Linked DNA regions of Zea mays: region 1 is linked to region 2. Evidence: chromatin contacts called from public Hi-C data. All regions are on one chromosome and are shown on one strand. The core of a region is the stretch at or near the end of the contact, and the rest is flanking DNA. Distances in the headings are between cores, read along the strand shown. Region 1 has its middle 44 kb from the start of LOC100283939. Region 2 holds the start of LOC100283939 (homeobox-leucine zipper protein HAT7).

Region 1 (4,819 bases), core at 1,444-3,943, 44 kb before region 2:
AGATCACGAGCAGTCGCGTGAAGACGCTTCCCAAAAACCTTATTCGGCCTCTCCTGGTGCAGGATCTAGAAGACGAAGGGTTCCGGAGACCTGCTCTCCTAATCGCAGATGCACCTCTACGATTGGGATGAAGAGAACTAGAAGGCGGCTCAGCTGTGAAGAGAGGCGAAAGCGAATTGGGATGATTTGGAGGCTGGCTGCCGGGCTCCTTTTATAGGGCCGAGTCCGCGACCCCTGGTCTTATCCGCCCACGAAAATCTCGCAATCAGTTGAGATTTTATAGCGATCGGTTAGCATAGACGTAACAGTCAAGAAACCAAAAAATCGAACGGCAAAAGGTAGTCGCGCCCCCGCAAGGCGAGGGACCGGATTTCGGCGGACCATTCACGCGCATGTCGTGCGTCCTTCGCCCCGCCCAGGCCAGGCCAGGCGAGCGAGCGCGCGCGCGCGTGTGGCTCTCCACATTCTTTCCTCTCATCCATGACTTGGTGAGTGAGTGTGGCTTCCATATTTAAGCTAGCTCTACTCCACTGGAGCTAGCAATATGGTGCTAATGGTTCCACCTATCCTCTAGCCATCCTCTTGTATGGGCTTTTGAGCTTTTCTGGGATTTATTTGAATTTCTTAATTGGGCCAAGCCCATAAATCCTAACAATAATACTCTGATGTTTTGTGACATTTATCTCTATACACTCTGTTATTATATATGCTGTCTTCTTGGCGCATGTATGAGATGCACCTGGCTTTATTCCTTAAAGCCGGGTGTGACAGAAGTGGTATCAGAGGAAATGTTGACTGTAGGACGAAACCTAGATAGAAATGGACAAACTCTTACCTACTTACCTTACTATGATTCATTCCATACTTACCTTATCTTGATCATGTCTCACCTTTTACTTTTCTACTCTGATTACTCTTATCTTTTGTACCTCGAAACCAGATGGATTTCACACCTTGGAATCCTACAATTATGATCTTTTTAAGAGATAGGGAACCTAAGACGAAATTAAAACTATTTAGAAGGAGAACCAGCTTAGGTTATTCACTCACACACAAAGTAGGAAACTATGATATGTGCACAGCCCATCTGGGAATAATTGGGCCGTCGAAACACTATGGTTTTCATAAAATTTGGTCTGAACAACAGTTTTTTCTTTTTTTCTTTTTCCGTTCCAGGTTCAGTGCAAAGAGGAAGAACCAAATCTCATCCGTGGCGATATGATTAAACATCGCCCGTTTCTGACTGTCCTAAAATCCGGCTGCAGCGACAGGGAAGAAGAACGGCAACGACCAGCATGGGGATGCAGGGCTGGTGCCATGCATTTCTCGGAAAAGCGCTGAGTACGTCGCCGAGACCCCGACGACGTGTTGGGGCGCTGCTCGGCCGATTCGGCCTCTGCCTGGCTCGTCTGACGCTAGACGGGTAAAGAAGAACAAAAGTTTTGCCGCGATTTTCGGGGCCCCCAAAGCACCTACTAGCTAGCCCACGTCACCGTCCCTCACAACTCGTCAGCCAATGCAAGTGTTTGCGGAATTGCGGTTGAAACGTAATCTGGATCTGTTGTGTTGTTTGTACCACAATGATTTGTCGTTTGGATTTTGTCTTTTGCACCGTGTAATGTTTGTTGAAATTCAAACAGGGGCAACGGCGGAAAATTGTTAGGCCACAGCTTTGCACAAGCAGCACGACAACTAGCCAGAGGACCGTTGGATTGGATGGGCGGCCTGAGGCCGAATGAAACCAGACCAATGGGCCTGCCTGAGGCCCAAATGAAACGGCGATACCGAAACTGCGGTCGTGGGAACTCTACTCTGGCTCTGCGTCTAGCACTAGCAGCAATAATAATAATCTAAAACACGACGGCATGCAGCGGATGTTCTGTTTATTAATTAGCCCCGCTGGGACATTCTCTTCTGCCCCAGCGTTTGCCACCAAGGACGCTAGCTAGCCGGCGGGGCGGTAGCACTGGCAGCACGTTCCCCGTTCATTCCAGGGCCAACTAGCAGTAGTTTAATTAGGAGCAATGCTTAGTTAACAACCGCAGGCTCAGGTGGTGCCGTGGGCGAATTAGCCGTCGGCGCAGGGGCGGGCGCAAGTGGATGTGTGGATGGCATAGAAGAAACGTATGCGCAGGCAGTGGAGGCGAAGACGATCGAGATCGATGTGGGTGGCAGTGGCACGTGAGGGGTTGGGCCGGGCTCGCGGAGAAAGAAGGTTCCAAACGGCTTGTTCCTACTAACCAGCAGGAAATATGTACAGCGCACAGATCCCATTCGTGAGAGGATCATCCATCCATCCATCCATCGAGTGACGATCCACGGACTACTTAGAGTGAGGTTCGTCATGACTCATGGCATGGGTAGTGCTAGCCGTGCAGGGAGGGGGGACTGGAGCGACTAGCTCTAGAGAGAGTCGTAAATAGCTAGAAGGGGTCTGGTGCTCAGGTCCAATCCAACGGAACGCAGCCAGCGCACACGCACGGTACGTGCAGGTGGATCGGATACGACGACGCGCAGCGACACGCATGGGATCTCCCACAACCACAAGGCCACCACCAGCGCCCCTCCTCTCCTAACTAACATGGCCATGTGCCGCTGGCCTCGCGCGGACGCACGCCAGGCCAACCAGCGGCAGAGGGCCACCCGGCCGGTTCGCAGTAGCAGGGAGCACCACCCCGGGACGGTGGGCCCGCGCCCATGAGCCATGTACGCTGCACGTCTCGCTGCATCATATATCGTGTGCATCCGTTCCATCCCATGCTCAGTAGCTCAGCGTCCCGGCCTGTTGCGATCGCGTCGTCGATCCGGTCTTCTCTCGCTCTTCTCTTGGCGTTTACTGCTCTCTGGAACCTCATGCATGCCATTGTAAAGCTGTAACCGACGCGACCGCATCATCGACGCCCGGTCGTCGTCACAGGGCAACGGCTGCCGGCACACGAGCCCCACGCGAGGGGGCCGGCCGGGCTACGTCGTGCACGGATCGCCTGGACTGGACCGGATCCGATCTGAGGGCCGCAAGCATCCACATGCGCGGTGCACGGCGGCGTACATGTCAATCGCTGCCCGAAATTTATTAACGCGTGGTCGCGTGGGAGATCAGGGATGATGGCCTGGAGTCCTGGAGGAGCCGCTAACGCAAGCCACAATCCAGACAGCATCATCCATATGCATGGGATCGAGTATGGGTAAGATGCATGAGTGCGCACCCATCCATCAGTGTACCCATCTGTCGGCGTGGCCTGCACTGCCTAGCTAGTGTCACTGCACTGCACATATATGTTCCCTCCCGCCCGCCGCACACTGTACCAATTTGATGTTGTAAAACTTTGTGCCTTTTCATGTACTTCTGTTAAATTTGAGATATTTTATTTCTCTAAAAAAATAAAAAAAAAACTTTACAATTTGGAACGGTTCGGAGCCCCCGTACGTACCTCCTATTGCTGCGCGCTGCTCACGGTTAGCTGTACCAAATGCGTGTACGTGTAATGTGCGGCGCGCCGCGCGCCAAACAGACAAACATGTGGATCGGCCAGGACCCCAGGCTGGAGTCAGGACGGACCGACGGAGGGTCGCGTTCCCTTTTTTTTTTCCCGAAGAAATTTCTTTGAGGAGAGCAAGGAGCTCTTTTGATTCACTTATTATCACTAATCAGGCACTTTATGAAACTATGTCACGTCAAACTGCACGTATAAAAGAAGAAAATTGACATCCGAACTTCGAATGGCCGAACGGTTGGACCGTTGGATGGACCAAAATTGGACTTGAATACAATGGCGCCCTGGCTGGCTGGCTTTCCCAATTAATGCCTATGCAGCATGCATCTAGTATACGAAAAGGGTTCAGCTGGACAGAGATGGCGCCCAGGATCCATTATTTTTCCCAAGGATTTGCATGCACCTGGCTTTCCAAACACCTCTCTTGCTACTTTACTTTACAGTTCCCTCATTATGCGCGTAGAGCACGCATAACATGCATGCGCTGCTGCCGCCTACTATGATAGTATGATGGAGCGAGATACGCGCTACTCATTTCTCCATCAAGTTGGAATCATGCGTACACTGTCATTGGGCCATCATCAATGCAACTTTCTCCGATGAAAACACTTGTAATTATTACATTCTTGTCAACATGTTGACACGTCTTGTGCAACATGCATTGGGCCGTTTTTTTTTTTTTTTTTTTTTGCGTTTTCCTAGTGCCAACCATCCTTCATCATTCTATTCTTTCAGCTAACCGTTGGTACTGTACACGTTGGCGCTGTTTGGGTAGAGGATCATTCGGTAAGGACGATAAAGCGATGTAAAGGACATCGGAAAGGTAACAAAAGTTGCATCAACAAATGTACGTAGGTTGTACACAAAGAAGACAAAGGTACAATAGAATCTAGGATCCTAGTGATTTTGAGGGGTTAGCCTTTATGATGTTAGTCCCTTATTTGTCCTTTAGCCAGCTTCACTTAGAGACGTGTTTGGCATCAAAGTTTTGGAGGAATCCATAAAACTGCACTACGTATTACTCACTACCGGCAAAAAAATTTGTCGAGTGTCGAAAAGCACTCAGCAAATTAATAATAAAAAAAATAAAAAAATATCAAAACATTTTTTTTTAAAAATTATAGGAACAACTCTCCAACCTTCAACCATACCTTTTACCTTACCTATTGCCCTATCATTTTTCACTATTATTTTGAATCAAAGTTATATGTTTTGTGAATGGTGAGATTCGAACTCGCAACCTCTCTCTCGCGCATACCCTCCTATACCACTACACTACTGTCGGGGACCATAATTAGGGGTACCCTCAAGGCTCCTAATTCTCA
Region 2 (4,619 bases), core at 1,620-4,119:
TAAATAAGTTTATTTGAAAATGTGACTAACTATAAAGTTGCATAACTTTTTAAGATCTACAAGTTTTATTTTAATAGTTTCTACATCCGAGACCGTTTACAACTTTTGTATTTTAAATTTGAAAACTTCACACGAATTATTCAATGATAAGATTATTTCAAATCCAAAATTTGTCAATTACAAAATTTCATTACATTTCAAGACCCACAACTTTTATTTTGGTGGTTTTTCCATCCGAGATAGTTTGAAAAATTCAAACATAGTTTTGCATAACAAGATGATTTCAAACCAAAACATTGTCAACTACAAAGTTTCATAACTCTTCAATACCTACAACTTTTATGTTGGTGGTTTTTTCTTTCGAGGTCATTTTCAAAATTCAAATTTTAAATTTTTTAAATTGAGACGTAGTTTTCGTTGATAATATGACTTTAAATGAAAAGTTTGTCAACTACAAACTTCTATAACTTCTCAAGATCTACAAAATTTATTTTGGTTGTTTGGTCATTTGTTCATCTCACATGACGGTTACAACAATATGCACAAATTCTATACATCTCTCTCGTATCGTAGTTTTATAAACTACGAGAGAGATATAGGTTTTATGAACAAATTTATTTTTATTTTGTCATATGAATAAATGTTCAATATATAAATTGTACTTCATGATGAGTTATACAAATTTATAGTTGAAAACCTTTTCATTTGAATTAATTTACTGCTTTAAAATGCGATTTTGAAATTGTCTTTGCCTAGTGTTGGAAAAAAAACACTCGACAAAGAGTTCTTTGCCGAGTGTTGTATTTGTAACACTCGACAAAGAACTTTTTCGCCGAGTGTTTTCTTTTACCGAGAGTTTTTTGCGTGGCACTCGGCAAAGAGCCCTTTGCCGAATGTCCGACAAAAAACACTCGGCAAAGAGCCAAATTCCGATAGTGACTTTGAGATAGTGTTCAGAAAATAGCACTCATTTTCAATCAATTCAACGAACACCATCAGTTTCATCGAATGGATTCAAAGAACAACACTCCATCTATATTTTTTCATTCTTTAATTTCTCAGCTCACAAGAAAAGGGACCAAATTGCTCCTATCATTTCCTAGCCTTATTTTTTATCTATTCAGTCCATAAGAACAACATAAATGCATACAAATATATAAGCAATATTTTTATATTATTAAGAATAGTGTTAAACATACAAATAAACACATATGTTTTATAACCGTTGCGGACTAGGAATGTTTTGGATAGGCCTTCGACTACCCTAGAATTTGGTCCAAATAAACACATATGACATTTTTGTTATTTTCTAATCAGGTATCAACCATATAGAAATTAGATATATGCGGTACCGAATTATATACGATATTACATGTCAACTTTTTTATCCTTGACTACCCTAGATTCAAATCCTGGGTCCGCCACTGTTAGGTAAAGAAGGAGGTTTATATTTAACAATTGAACTTCAAAATTATATTCTCGGATGGTGGAAGTAATTTTTATAGAACATATTTTTAATAAGACAAACGATTGAAGTTTTTGAAAAATCAACAACCACGTCAAATAAAAAGGAACAGAGGAAGTACATTCGAAGACCTTTTGGTGAAAAGTTTGTCTAAATTTTAATAGCTCGATGTCGAAGATGCCTAGGTTTGAAGTTCAACAGTTAAATCTAAACTTCTTCCTTTGTAAAAAAAATATATGTGCATATTTATATGTTTAACACTATAAAAATAGAGCTTGTATGATTTATCTATTTATGTTTTTCTTATGGATAGAAGAGATAAAAATGGGTTGTGAAATAAATAGGGGTAATTTGGTCTATCTATATGTGGTGTAAGCTATAAAATAATGAAAAATATAGATGGAATGTTGTTTTTCGAATTAATTTGGTGAAACCGACGTTGTTCTACGAATTGCTTGAAAACATATGTTATTTCTCCTGCAAAGTTTTCGGTCACTACGGTTTGAAATACTATGTTTACATTTAAACATGACAAAAACTAGGGTTTTAAAAAAACTACAGTAATAAACCCACGATTTTACAAAATACTGAGTACTGTTTGGGACGAGGGCAACACAACATTACAATGAGCACAACCCCCCTCATCCTGTTGGGAAGCCACGTTCTACTCTATACATCAGTAGTTAGAGCATCTTCAACAAGATGCCTTAAAATAGTGTCTAAAATTACAATATTATATTATTTAAATTGTTTAAGGCACTAAAACCAAATTGTGACCCAAGAGTTAAGCCCTACATCATGTATTTTAATAATTAAATTACATTATCAGGAAAGAAAATATTAATAATGCTAAAACAAGGATAGAGTACTATTGATCTAGGGTGTGATGTATTTTGGTCACTTTTGTAGTGTGCTCTATATTTCTTTGATAATTTTTTGTAAAATAAAGCATTGCTGAAGCAGTTTTTCAAAACCTCATGGTGTGCTCTGTAGTTTTAGGTTGACTATAGTATTTGAAACTGTTTTATCAGTAACAACCAAACATCTTTTGGCTTTCAGGAGCATGGTATCATCAAATACCATAGTATGCTTTAAAACTTAAAAAATAACAAGCTTCTAAACAGGGCCTTTACTAATTTGATGCTGACACGTTTTTTTATAAACTTGGTAGTTTGATCTAGAATAAGATAAAAAAAACTATGATTTTAAACATGGAAAGTAATTTTGTTATTGTAAATTTATAGTTAACTTTGTATCATTTTCTATAGCCGATGTGAATATAATGACGTCGTAAGGGACGCTAGTATTTATTTTGATTTTATTTAATATATATATATATATAATCTCGATTTTATTTTCTTTTTATAACAACCACCACCAGTGCTATAGTTGCATTGCATTTCCTTGCCACTCTCTATTTCCCCCAGTGCTAGCTCTCTCTCTCTCTCTCTCTCTCAAATACTGCCCATGCGGCTTGCCCTCCTCGTTTGATGAGGCCAATGGCCAGCAATGGCATGGCGTCCGCACCCTCGCCCTTCTTCCCTCCAAACTTCCTCCTCCAAATGCAGCAGACACCCTCCGATCATGAGCATCAAGAACAGCATCACCACCACCACCACCACAAGCACCACCTCGCTGCTCCTCCCCTTCATCCTCACCACAACCCCTTCCTCCCCTCTTCTCAATGCCCCTCGCTCCAGGACTTCAGAGGTCACGCGCAGATCGATGGAATCATCACTCGGTTGGTTGATGCATATTATCCGCTGGTGCTGACATGCGCTCCTGCGCTGGCCCTTGGTCGTTGGTTGATGCAGGTATGGCGCCAATAATGCTGGGGAAGCGTCCGATGTACGGGGCGGACGTGCAGGTCGTCGGAGGCGAGGAGGTGAACGGCTGCGGCGGCGTGAACGAGGACGAGCTGTCGGACGACGGGTCCCAGGCCGGCGGGGAGAAGAAGCGGCGGCTGAACGTGGAGCAGGTGCGGACGCTGGAGAAGAACTTCGAGCTCGGGAACAAGCTGGAGCCCGAGCGCAAGCTGCAGCTGGCGCGCGCGCTGGGCCTGCAGCCGCGGCAGGTGGCCATCTGGTTCCAGAACCGGCGGGCGCGGTGGAAGACGAAGCAGCTGGAGAAGGACTACGACGCGCTGAAGCGCCAGCTGGACGCCGTCAAGGCCGACAACGACGCCCTCCTCTCCCACAACAAGAAGCTCCAAGCCGAGGTCTGTGTGTGATAGCGTACACGCATGCGATCCGATCCGATCATCTCTCGTGCTCGATCGTCTCGATCTCTGGCGCGGCGTCCTCCGATCCTCGCCGGCGCCGGGTAGCCACTCGCGGCCGTCCCGGATCTAGGCTAGCTGCGTGCGCTTGCCGGGTGCGTCGCCCCTGCGTGCGCGAACTGTGATCCGCATCCGCATCGCGATGTTGATCTGGGCGTGGGCGTGGGTCGGTCGTCCATGGCTGGCTTCCCAGCTCAATGATTGGTGGGTGGCGGCTCAGCAGCTTAGCCGCACAGCACAGCTCAGCTGGGATCCATGTGGGTTTCAGTGCACGCAGCAGAAAAGGTTGTTGGATGCGTGGCCCTCCCGGCCCTGGGCGCCGCTGCCTTTTTCACCTGCCTTGACTCATTTGCCTGCGCGCGTACACGTACTATACTACCACCGCCTGGCCAGGCCCTGCCCTGCCCTGCCTGCCTTTGTGGAATCTTGCTGCTGGAGCAACTGCAAAGGCAGAGAGAGAGAGAGAGAGAGAGAGAGAGAGAGAGAGAGAGCTTTTGGAAAGGTCAGCAGCAGAATATGCAGGCAGAGCTGAGTGACCTGCGTCGAGTCTTGAACGAGGAAGATGCTGCTGCTGGCGCAGTCAATGGCTTCATCATGCCCGTTCAGATCCCGGTCCTCTCGTCTCGTCTCTGTGCCTCGTCACAGACCATACTACACACTTTCTGTGCGCCTTAGCTTTTAGCTTTTCTCGTCGGATTTGCACTGCAAATGACGTGCGCATTGTACTACGTACGTTGCACAGCTTTTGCCACAGCCAGTACTCGTATGATTGGGATCCGAGTGCTTGCAAATGTACTGCTTCCTTCAGTACTCATTGTTTTGTTTTTTTTTTCTACCCGACGCTACGATACTCAAGCTGGGACTTGGGACCATGCC

Evidence for each region. A called contact is a pair of places that touch in the nucleus more often than the background predicts.
Region 1: a Hi-C map of endosperm shows a contact between it and region 2, with 4 times the contacts expected there. The contact joins the enhancer-like site here to the promoter of LOC100283939 in region 2. A contact is called at or near these places in 10 of 25 Hi-C or Micro-C datasets (bundle sheath, ear, endosperm and 4 more).

What each region holds. Positions count from the first base shown.
Region 1 is chr1:15,132,920-15,137,738 of Zm-B73-REFERENCE-NAM-5.0, reverse strand. No RefSeq gene overlaps it. Among protein-coding and RNA genes, the nearest start is that of LOC100283939, 44 kb to the right of the region's middle. Within about 2 kb of position 2,693, at least 20 of the 20 cell types and tissues checked have an H3K27ac peak or open chromatin away from gene starts, as enhancers often do. A contact at or near this core is called in bundle sheath, ear, endosperm and 3 more, where this site is marked.
Region 2 is chr1:15,089,305-15,093,923 of Zm-B73-REFERENCE-NAM-5.0, reverse strand. It overlaps LOC100283939 (homeobox-leucine zipper protein HAT7), which reads left to right and starts at 2,869. Exons shown (of 3, transcript NM_001366607.1): 1 at 2,869-3,175; 2 at 3,280-3,683. The coding sequence starts at 2,956.